Regions from separate parts of the Siniperca chuatsi genome. Here region 1 is linked to region 2. The links are chromatin contacts, called in public Hi-C maps. All regions are on one chromosome and are shown on one strand. The core of a region is the stretch at or near the end of the contact, and the rest is flanking DNA. Distances in the headings are between cores, read along the strand shown.

Evidence for each region. A called contact is a pair of places that touch in the nucleus more often than the background predicts.
Region 1: a Hi-C map of skeletal muscle shows a contact between it and region 2, with 6 times the contacts expected there. The contact joins the promoter of zbtb17 here to the promoter of tmem82 in region 2. A contact is called at or near these places in 2 of 3 Hi-C or Micro-C datasets (skeletal muscle and an unstated tissue).

What each region holds. Positions count from the first base shown.
Region 1 is chrLG10:5,074,872-5,079,575 of ASM2008510v1, forward strand. It overlaps zbtb17 (zinc finger and BTB domain-containing protein 17), which reads left to right and starts at 1,540. Exons shown (of 15, transcript XM_044211617.1): 1 at 1,540-1,827; 2 at 3,221-3,486; 3 at 3,662-3,841; 4 at 4,564-4,704. The coding sequence starts at 1,784.
Region 2 is chrLG10:4,939,619-4,944,258 of ASM2008510v1, forward strand. It overlaps tmem82 (transmembrane protein 82), which reads left to right and starts at 3,379. Exons shown (of 6, transcript XM_044212045.1): 1 at 3,379-3,673; 2 at 3,786-3,855; 3 at 4,075-4,234; 4 at 4,414-4,640. The coding sequence starts at 3,580.

The DNA.
Region 1 (4,704 bases), core at 290-2,789, 130 kb after region 2:
TTGAAATGAATACCTTATACAGTGGTGTGCAAAAGTGTTTGCCCCCTTCCTGATTTCTTTTTTTTTGCATGTTTGTCACACTTAAATGTTTCAGATCATCTAACAAATTTAAATATTAGTCAAAGATAACACAAGTACACACAAAATGCAGTTTTTAAATGAAGGTTGTTATTATTAAGGGAAAACAAAATCCAAACCTACAAGGCCCTGTGTGAAAAAGTGATTGCCCCCTAAACCTAATAACTGGTTGGGCCACCCTTAGCAGCAACAACTGCAACCAAGCGTTTGCGATAACTTGCAATGAGTCTTTTACAGCGCTGTGGAGGAATTTTGGCCCACTCATCTTTGCAGAATTGTTGTAATTCAGCCACATTGGAGGGTTTTTCGAGCATGAACTGCCTTTTTAAGGTCATGCCACTGCATCTCAATAGGATTCAGGTCAGGACTTTGACTTGAAAAACCCTCCAATGTGGCTGAATTACATTAATTCTGCAAAGATGAGTGGGTTATTAAAATTTTAAATAAAGGTTTTTTGTTATAAAATTTGCTTTTGTGAATAAGAAATTTTGCTTAGATGATAAAACAATGTCTAATACCATTTTGTTCTGAACTGCAGACCTCATAAAAATACAAATATATTCGGCAAATTATTTCCAAACAATAGCAGTATGTGACGTAAAAACAAGTGTATGGTTGTTTTGCCATGAAGTCCACAGAAAGAATAATTAATATCAACGTTATTTCTTATTTTTTGCAAATAATGTTTTGTTGGATAGCATCGGTGGAGAAGTTTGAAACAGACATCTCAAAATTTGTTTGTAATCAAGTATCTTGAAGACAAGGTCCACATTTTTTTCCACTGGATATTTGAGACAAACCTTCCCCAGTCATGGATAACATCTGGAATGGTGATAATGTCTTTCTGAAAGAGGGATCTGATCCTTCTGTTCCGGGTTAAGGGCTGGATGAAAAACACATTTCTCCTACTATTGTGTCATTCAAAGTTAAAGGACAAGGAAAAAAAGGTGGTTCAGTGTTACCCTTAAATAATATAATCACACCTTTAGGAATGGCATCCATTACAATAGCAAATTCTTTTGGGGTGACAGGGATATTATAAACAGACAAAAATTCAGAATAACTCATTAGAAAACCTTTTTAATTAAATGATTGTTTTACAAATAAAATATTATTTGTAAGTAAATAAGAGACGAAATAAGTTGTGGTTAATAGGGTTATAACTCTTAAAGTCAAGTCTCTGGAGCCACATATTCAATCTTTTCTGAGTTTTATCTATAATAGGGCTGAAGTTCAAAATGCATCTTTCATCTTCAGTTTTAGTCATCACAATACCTAAATATGTTACCTGGGACTTCACAGGGATGTCATATAAATATGTATTTTTACACAGTGTAATCAGAATCAGGTTTATTGCCAAGTAGGTTTTCACATACAAGGAATTTGCCTTGGTGTTTTGGTGCATAACAATAAAAATACTAAGAGAAAATGAAAAAAGCAAGTACTGCAAGTCAAGAAGCATAAATAAAAAATAGAAAATTGACAATAAAATATGAAAACGTGTAGTGCCATCAGCCACCTAATTTATGGTAATCTGTTCGCAAGCAAGTAGGCTATTATTATCAATAGTATATATCACGTAGCTCGAGTCTATTGCGCCACCACGCGATCATCATCAGCACAGCACGTGTTCTCACTGCGCGTGCTCCTGTGATACATCCGGCCGGTCCCTATCAATCGATCAGAGAGAGGAAGATGGCGGTGGATGGACTTAACGGGGCAGGATCGATCGCCGAAAAACTCGATTGGGTTTGTTTTTCCTAACTGAGGCAAACACTACATAACACCGCCTGGTCCCGCAGTTTGAACCCGGAGTAAAGAAGCGATAACAAGGAGGTAATTCAGGAGTTAGTTTATATTAAAATGGCGCTTGCTCTAAGCGAAAAGAGCGAGCCAACTATGTAAACAACAAGGGATGAAGACAGGCCTTGCTCGTCGGTCCGCCATCTTGTCCATATACTACATGCATGTCAAGGCACGCTAAATTAATCCCTGATAACAAAGCTACAAGGATGGAGGAATTGTAATCGATGTATTGCACTGTCAAACCAAGCTGTCAAAACTTTTAGAGAAACCAAGTTTTCAGTCTCAAAACATCTATAACCTTACTGCTGTTTTAAATCCCGGCATTTTGTGTCTAGTTGCATGGTCATCAGGACAACAGTTGAATCTATATTCTGGTGTCATTCTGGTTAATTTCGTCACTCGTGGTTTAGTTAGCTTTATATTAGCTAGCTATATTTTTAATGATTGTTTTTTTTCGTTGTTAAAACATAGTTTTGAGTTGAAATCTTGTCTCTGTATCGGGTATTCCTTGATGGTGTCCTGCAGGAAAAGGAGCCTGATATCTACGTTACACCCATGAATGCAGACACCATTGCCGTTCCCTAACAGTACAGCACAAACTAGACACACCTTCCTCAAGATAAAGTACTTGTTTGACTTTTGTATTAACACAAAGCAAGCCATACCTCCGTACAAATTTAAGGATTGTTTGCATTGTAAAGTTTATTGATACAACCCATCGACCTAACCTTATTCATAGATTAATACACAGCTGGAACAGAATTCCAGGATGCAGTTACATTGTTTTCCTAAAATATTTTCAAAGTGGTCAGAGACAGTAAGTCCACGTGACAGTTTGAAATGAGGATAGTGAGAAATGAGGCTACTGTTTTTTTTTAAGCTTCTTACATGTCACTGTGCTCATTTTTGGCCAACAAAGATAGTGATTTATTACAGATTTAAAAACATATTCAAGATAAACATCCATTCATAAAAGTGCCTGACTACAGCTTTAATATTGTGGAACTTTATTAATGTTGGAGTTACATGGTTTTTTAAGGCTGATACTGCTATTCTTACTGTTTAGTTTCACACTACACTCACATCTCACACACAGGAATTATTGCTCTGGTCAGTCATCTGAATTATTAATAAAATTAGATTGCTGTACTATGCTCAGGGAGGAGACATAGTCATATCAGAGGTGAACAATATTGACTGATTAAACACTGGTAGTGTTTAATAAAAGGCCAATGAATGTCATGCCACTGTAAAGACAAACTCTGTTACCAGTCAAGCTGACTATCAGCCTTTTGAGCCTTTCTTAATGTGCGACATGTGACTTCTTGCTTGTCAGCAGTCCACAGAGTCTGTGCCTGCCTGCCGGCCTCTTCCACCATCCTCAAACCTTCAGGACGATGGACTTCCCATGGCACAGTGGGAAGGTTCTGGAGCAGCTTAACCGCCAGCGCAAGCAGGGCCTGCTGTGTGACTGTACCTTTGTTGTGGACGGGGTGGACTTCAAGGCCCACAAAGCTGTGCTGGCAGCCTGCAGTGTCTACTTCCGCACCCTCTTCCTGGACCAGAAAGATGTGGTGCATCTGGACATCAGCAATGCAGCAGGTGGGTTCCCCTCAGCCTGTGGACACGTTCACATTATGTATTTAATTGATTTTGTCATATTATCTTTCAGTGCTCTGAGTTTGACCATCACAATGCTTTACTTAAATAATAGTAAATGTACCCCACCATCACTGCTGTATAACCAGACCTTTTGTATTGTTGTTTATTGTTGCAGGTTTGGGTCAGGTCCTGGAGTTTATGTACACAGCCAAGCTGAGTTTAAGTCCACAGAATGTAGAAGACGTGCTGGCTGTTGCTAACTTTCTACAGATGCAAGAAATCGTAAATGCCTGCTCTGCGTACCAGTCAATGGCAAATACAGCTCCGTCCCTCATAACACTGGATTTTGCCGTTGGTGAGTCTAGTCTTCACATAGCTTTGTCTGTTTTTTCAATGTAAGGCTGCAGTTAATACTCAGTATAATTATTTTTTGTCTGTATCTTTTAAATTAAGAAATTATCCTCAACTTAATCATCTGTGCCCTCAGTTTTACAAGTGCTGAGCCAGGTCAGTCATTTGTTGCTGGTATAGAAAGGGGCAGATGAGGTTACAGCATACGTTTTCTGTGTTGAACTGTCACTTCCCATGGCATGAGGCTTTCTATGTTTGTATTGTTAGTGACAAAGAAGTATTTCCACTCTCTCCATAGTTGATGGTAGCATGATAGGTAGCAGTCATTACAGATAGCATTCCTCACCTGCATTATAAAGAAACAAGATGTCAGAGCATTAAGTTTTAAACTGTAGTTCAGGCATTCTTAATAGTTGACTGTCATTATATTGAACTGATATTAACCTTATTATTAAAATTCACATCTGGCAAAGTATTTCTCTCATATGATGATTATGATACAATTTAATGAATTTTACATTTTGTGCAATTGATCAGTCTACTCTAATACACTCTATGTATTGCTGTTTATCCCAAGCTATTAACATAATCTGATTCAGATTTAACATTTTAATTAAATTCTACATTACAGTCCAAGTATGAAATATGGAGCCTGATATCCAGTACTTGTCCACCATATTCTATTAAAAAGGAAACCTCTCCATTTCTTCTTTAACAAACCAGAAGAAAAAACAGGTGAAGGAGAGCAGAGAGAGGAACTGGAGAGTGACCTGGCAGAAGTGGCATCACAAGCAGAGGAGAGTCCTCCTAGCACCCCCACAGAAGATAAAGATCCCACACAAAATCAGGAAAATTTAAAAGAAGACA
Region 2 (4,640 bases), core at 2,129-4,628:
TTTTTATATTATTGTAATATTTTTTATTATTTAAAATTTAGCCAGGCCATTTCAGTTTATAAGCAAGATGCTTTGTTTACACATTAACATGAACACATTATGAGAGGTTATAAGGCACAAAAAGCTGATTGAGACCACATTTTGAGTGGATAAATAGCAATTCAGGTATGAGGAAAAATATATTTTTGATTTTGGTGTGAACTTTCCCTTTAAGTAAAAGTAGCAATACCAGAGTGTAGAAATACTCTGTTACAAGTAAAAGTCCTGCATTCAAAAAGCATAAAAAAAATAAAATAAAAGTACTGATTATGCAGAATGGCACATTGGCCCATAATGTATGTATTGTATTTCACCAAGGGATCAATAAAAGTCTTTATCCATGATAATACGTCCTAATTTATTTGTTGATTACATTTTCTACTACAAATCTGAATCTGCAAAGTAACTAGTAACTAAAGGTATCGAATAAAGGAGTAAAAAGAACAATATTTCCTCCCAGAGTTGTTTTGGAGTAGAAGTATAAAGTAGCATAAAATGGAAATACTTAAGTACAAGTACCTCAAAATTGTAAAACAGTAGTTACTTTCCAGTTACTGTTGGTGACACATGGCTGTTTGTCAACTGTTCAGGAGTTTGGGTCCTCACAGGTATATTATAACTATAAAGGGTATAACTATAATAGGTACTGTTACAGATCCAGTGACTGTTCACAGTTGTATTGGTGTGTGTGGGGAGTGGGCTGTATAAAAGAAAGTCGATGGCCAAATGCAGCAAACTGCAGAAGCTACAGTTTAAAAAGAAAGTTTACCGACAGTTGTTCAGCAAGCAAGAAGGTGCAAGCAACAAGAGCAGAAGGTCTCGATGTTCAGGACTGAATGTCACGGAAAGATAAGATTGACACGGCAACTGTTGTGGACATTAAAGCTAGGGTATAGGTATGTTTTTTCATTTTTTCAGAGCATTTGATTTATTGATTGCTGTCGGGAAGTAACGAAGCTTAAAAACTACTCAATCAGCTTAGCTTCCAAGCGGCTGAAAAATCAGCCAACTCTGCACACATCCTGACCAGTTTAAAACCTCTCATGGGATTTTCTAAACCATGACAAACTACCACTGCTGCAGCCCATAGTGACATCACTATCAGGCATCTCTGACAAAGTGGAACACACTTCTGCGGTATCATTACATAGGAATGAATGAGTCAGCCTTACCAAAAGGATATAATATCCAGTTACCAATTTGTAGAAAATCCGGTGTTTCGTGTGTTAGTTTCACAATGTGGGAAAGCAAATCATGAGTCTAATAAATATAATAAAATCAATGTTGCTCTTGCAGCAGGAGCGAGGGAGTTCAGAGACTCACAGCAGACTTACGATGCCCAGCTTCCTGCAACATTGACCCCCGCAGCAGTGGACCCTCCAATTGAGACAAAAGAAGCAAATGACAGCCACCTGTTGATGCCACTCTCTTTGAAGCCATGCAACAAAATGCTTTCTACAGTGGCGATTGATTGGAGTATTATTGCTGCTGCTGTCACCATAGCAACTACCTGTATATGTAAACCAGACTTTACATAATATCATAAGTAGCACTTAGATATAACTCTTGTGCAGGCACAATTTGATACTTTTTCTCTGTAATATTCAGGTGACTCTTTGTTGATGCATGGTTGCAACACTGAAGTTTTATTAAGACAACACATATTAATTAGAATAAATAACATTTAACAAATTGTAATATAAATGTCAATTTCCTGTATAAAAATTATGTCACGAGGTTAATGACAGAAACAAAATCCCATCAGAAATTGATGTTTTACTTGCAATATCTATATGAATATTGAATTTGGGTAATTTGGGCTTACCAGTACTATAGGATTCAAGTGATGTGGGATTAAATGCTAGAATTAAAACATTTTACTGTATTTTTGTAGAATCATATATTTTTGTCATGGCATTTGCTGCTTTGGTGGAATAACACAACCCTCCAATGACTGAACTCCCTTATGAGAGAGTCATGCCTCCTGCTTGGTATGAGACCTTGGCCATAGTTCATCTTCAGAAATCTTTTACCTTTTGTCTTTTACCTCCCTATATGACTCTTTCCCAGTGATAAAGGGCAATTTAAGATCTGTGTGGTTTGTACGTCTCCACTTTCACCACATTCTGTGCAGATACTGGACAGCAAAGCAAAACACTTAGTGTTGAAGATTTTCATGATACTCCCACTGTACAATACCTGCTGTACCTGTGGAATTAACATTTTCAGGTTTTGTTAGATTGTAACACTCAGGAGAAAATCATTTATGGGATAAACATCAGATATTATAGTTACAATGTTTGTATTATCTGCTACACCAGTGTCAGGTTAAGGGGTTAAAGATGGCTCCAGGGTTTAGGGCTTTACAGGCATCCATGGGCCCCAAGAGGAAGACTGTAACCAGTACTTATGTTGTTTTTGATGCCCTTTCGTGATGGCTGTCAGTTCATTAACATGTACGTTGTACACTGCTACCCTTCACGGACAGGCATTAAGCTTATGACCACCTGCTACACCTTTCCTTATACCTTGAAATAATATGAGCCCATGTTTCTTTATGTTCATTGTCTTTTTACACGTATTATATATACATTTTTGCGTAGGATCAAGCAATGCAAAATATTTCTAACTAACATGGGTTTTCTTGGTGATCCTCTAATGAGACATTTAGTTGAAACACGGCTTTGGAGTTGTTTATATCTACAGATATCAAGTATAAATTTTAGTTCCATCTCCTCAAAATATAGGGAATCTTAGTTTTTGTGTAAATTTACCATCATAAACACTCTTCTCCACACTTCACTCCAAAGACGTTTTACACTTTGCTTGAAACTCTTTTAACTTAATACACTTGATATTTTTATTTACTTCATATTGTATTGCTGTTTGTCCATACTACTGTTACTTGTGTATAACCATATGGCACCTATTGCATGTCTATCTGTCCTCGAAGAGGGATCCCTGATGCGTTGCTCTTTCTGAGGTTTTTTCCTGTTTTGTGTGTGTTGAGTTTCTCTTTATCCAAATCAAATATCTAAGAATGTACTGATTATATAGCCTTCTGAAATTATGGGCTGTATAAATAAACTTGACTTGACTTGAAATATTGCTCTGGGCAAAATATGATTTTTCAAAAAAGATCTATGAGATGAATAAGCCCTTGTCAGAGCAATGCCTATATTGTAGCTTGCAGACAACTTGAGAGCACAACTAATGCCTGTCATCATTTTACAGTGTAAAGTATTTCCCAATTACCTCCATTATCTTGTTATGACTCAGGCTGATGAGGGCCTCGGCTCCATCGACAATCAGATGACCTTTGGTACAGGAAACAGAACAGGCTTCTGGATGAGCAAAGTTCAAGACTGAGGCAATAGAAATAAACAGAAGAGCTGAGCTGATACTCCACATTACTGTAACCTGATCTGGAATAACCACAAAATGTGGTTCCTGAGTGTGTGATTACTTAAATTAGACTTACCTCCATGCATTTTTGTAAAAGCTGTGACCTGTGACTTCTTTTAAGTCAAAGGTAGTACGATGTTATCCTTTATCACGTCGCTTCTTCCGACTTCCTACTTCCTACCGGGGTGGTTGACTCTAGATATAAATCCACTGGATGGTTTACTTCAAGGTGAGCTCCTCATCCATTCCAACGTCTATCTTCCACATTGCTACAGGCTGTTTCTAAACGGTATGGCTGGAGTGTGTTATTGGTTGCAAATTCATTGTTATGTGACCTGCAGGACTGATAGGTGCATGTGGGATCTCTGTGCTATGCTCCTTGATGAGAGTGCACTTATTTTTAGAGGAGAGGTGAGGAAACTGCTTTTTTTTTGATAGATCTGTGCATGAAGATGAATTTGATGTTAAGTTGCATGATTAAAAGTTTTCACCATTCTCATCAAAACATTCCTATTTCAGTGCTGGTACAGATCCTTTATAGTTTACTTTCATTTCTTACTTGACCCCCCCCCCCCACACACACACACACAGCTGGAGTGATAGAAATGATAAAGATACGTCAAACCATAGGACACCCAGTCATCAAAGGAGAACTAACACTGGACTTACTGGGATGCTCCAGTTTTTCTTTGTGACTGGGATGCTGGCTGTAGTGGGCTCCCGTGTTGCCTCCCTGGTGGTACTAGAGTTTTGTCTTCGAGCAGTCTCTGGATGGGTTACAGCTGGACCAGTAAGAAACCAATTACGTGATAAATATATATATGATTTGCCCATTGCTTCTACTGCTCAATTTTGCTGAGTTAATTTCTGGAATTCACCATGTCATGATGACTCATGATTATGACAAACAGCCCATCATCTGTTTTGTTTCATCCATCAGTTCTGTTTATATGCTCCTTTATTCCCCAGGAGTCCAGGAAATTTCTGCAGCAGCTGTTAGTTCAAAGCCAGTTCTCTCTGGGCTGTGCCCTAACCTGCAGTTTGCACTTTCTGCACGAGGGGGCGTCCCAGCGCTGGCTATGCCTGCTCCTGGCAGCTGCACTCAGCTGGTTACTGGCTAGGCAGGCCACACTCCTGCTGCACCATGTCATGGCTCTGTATAAACTCCACAGCTCACAGCGCTACTGCGGCATTTG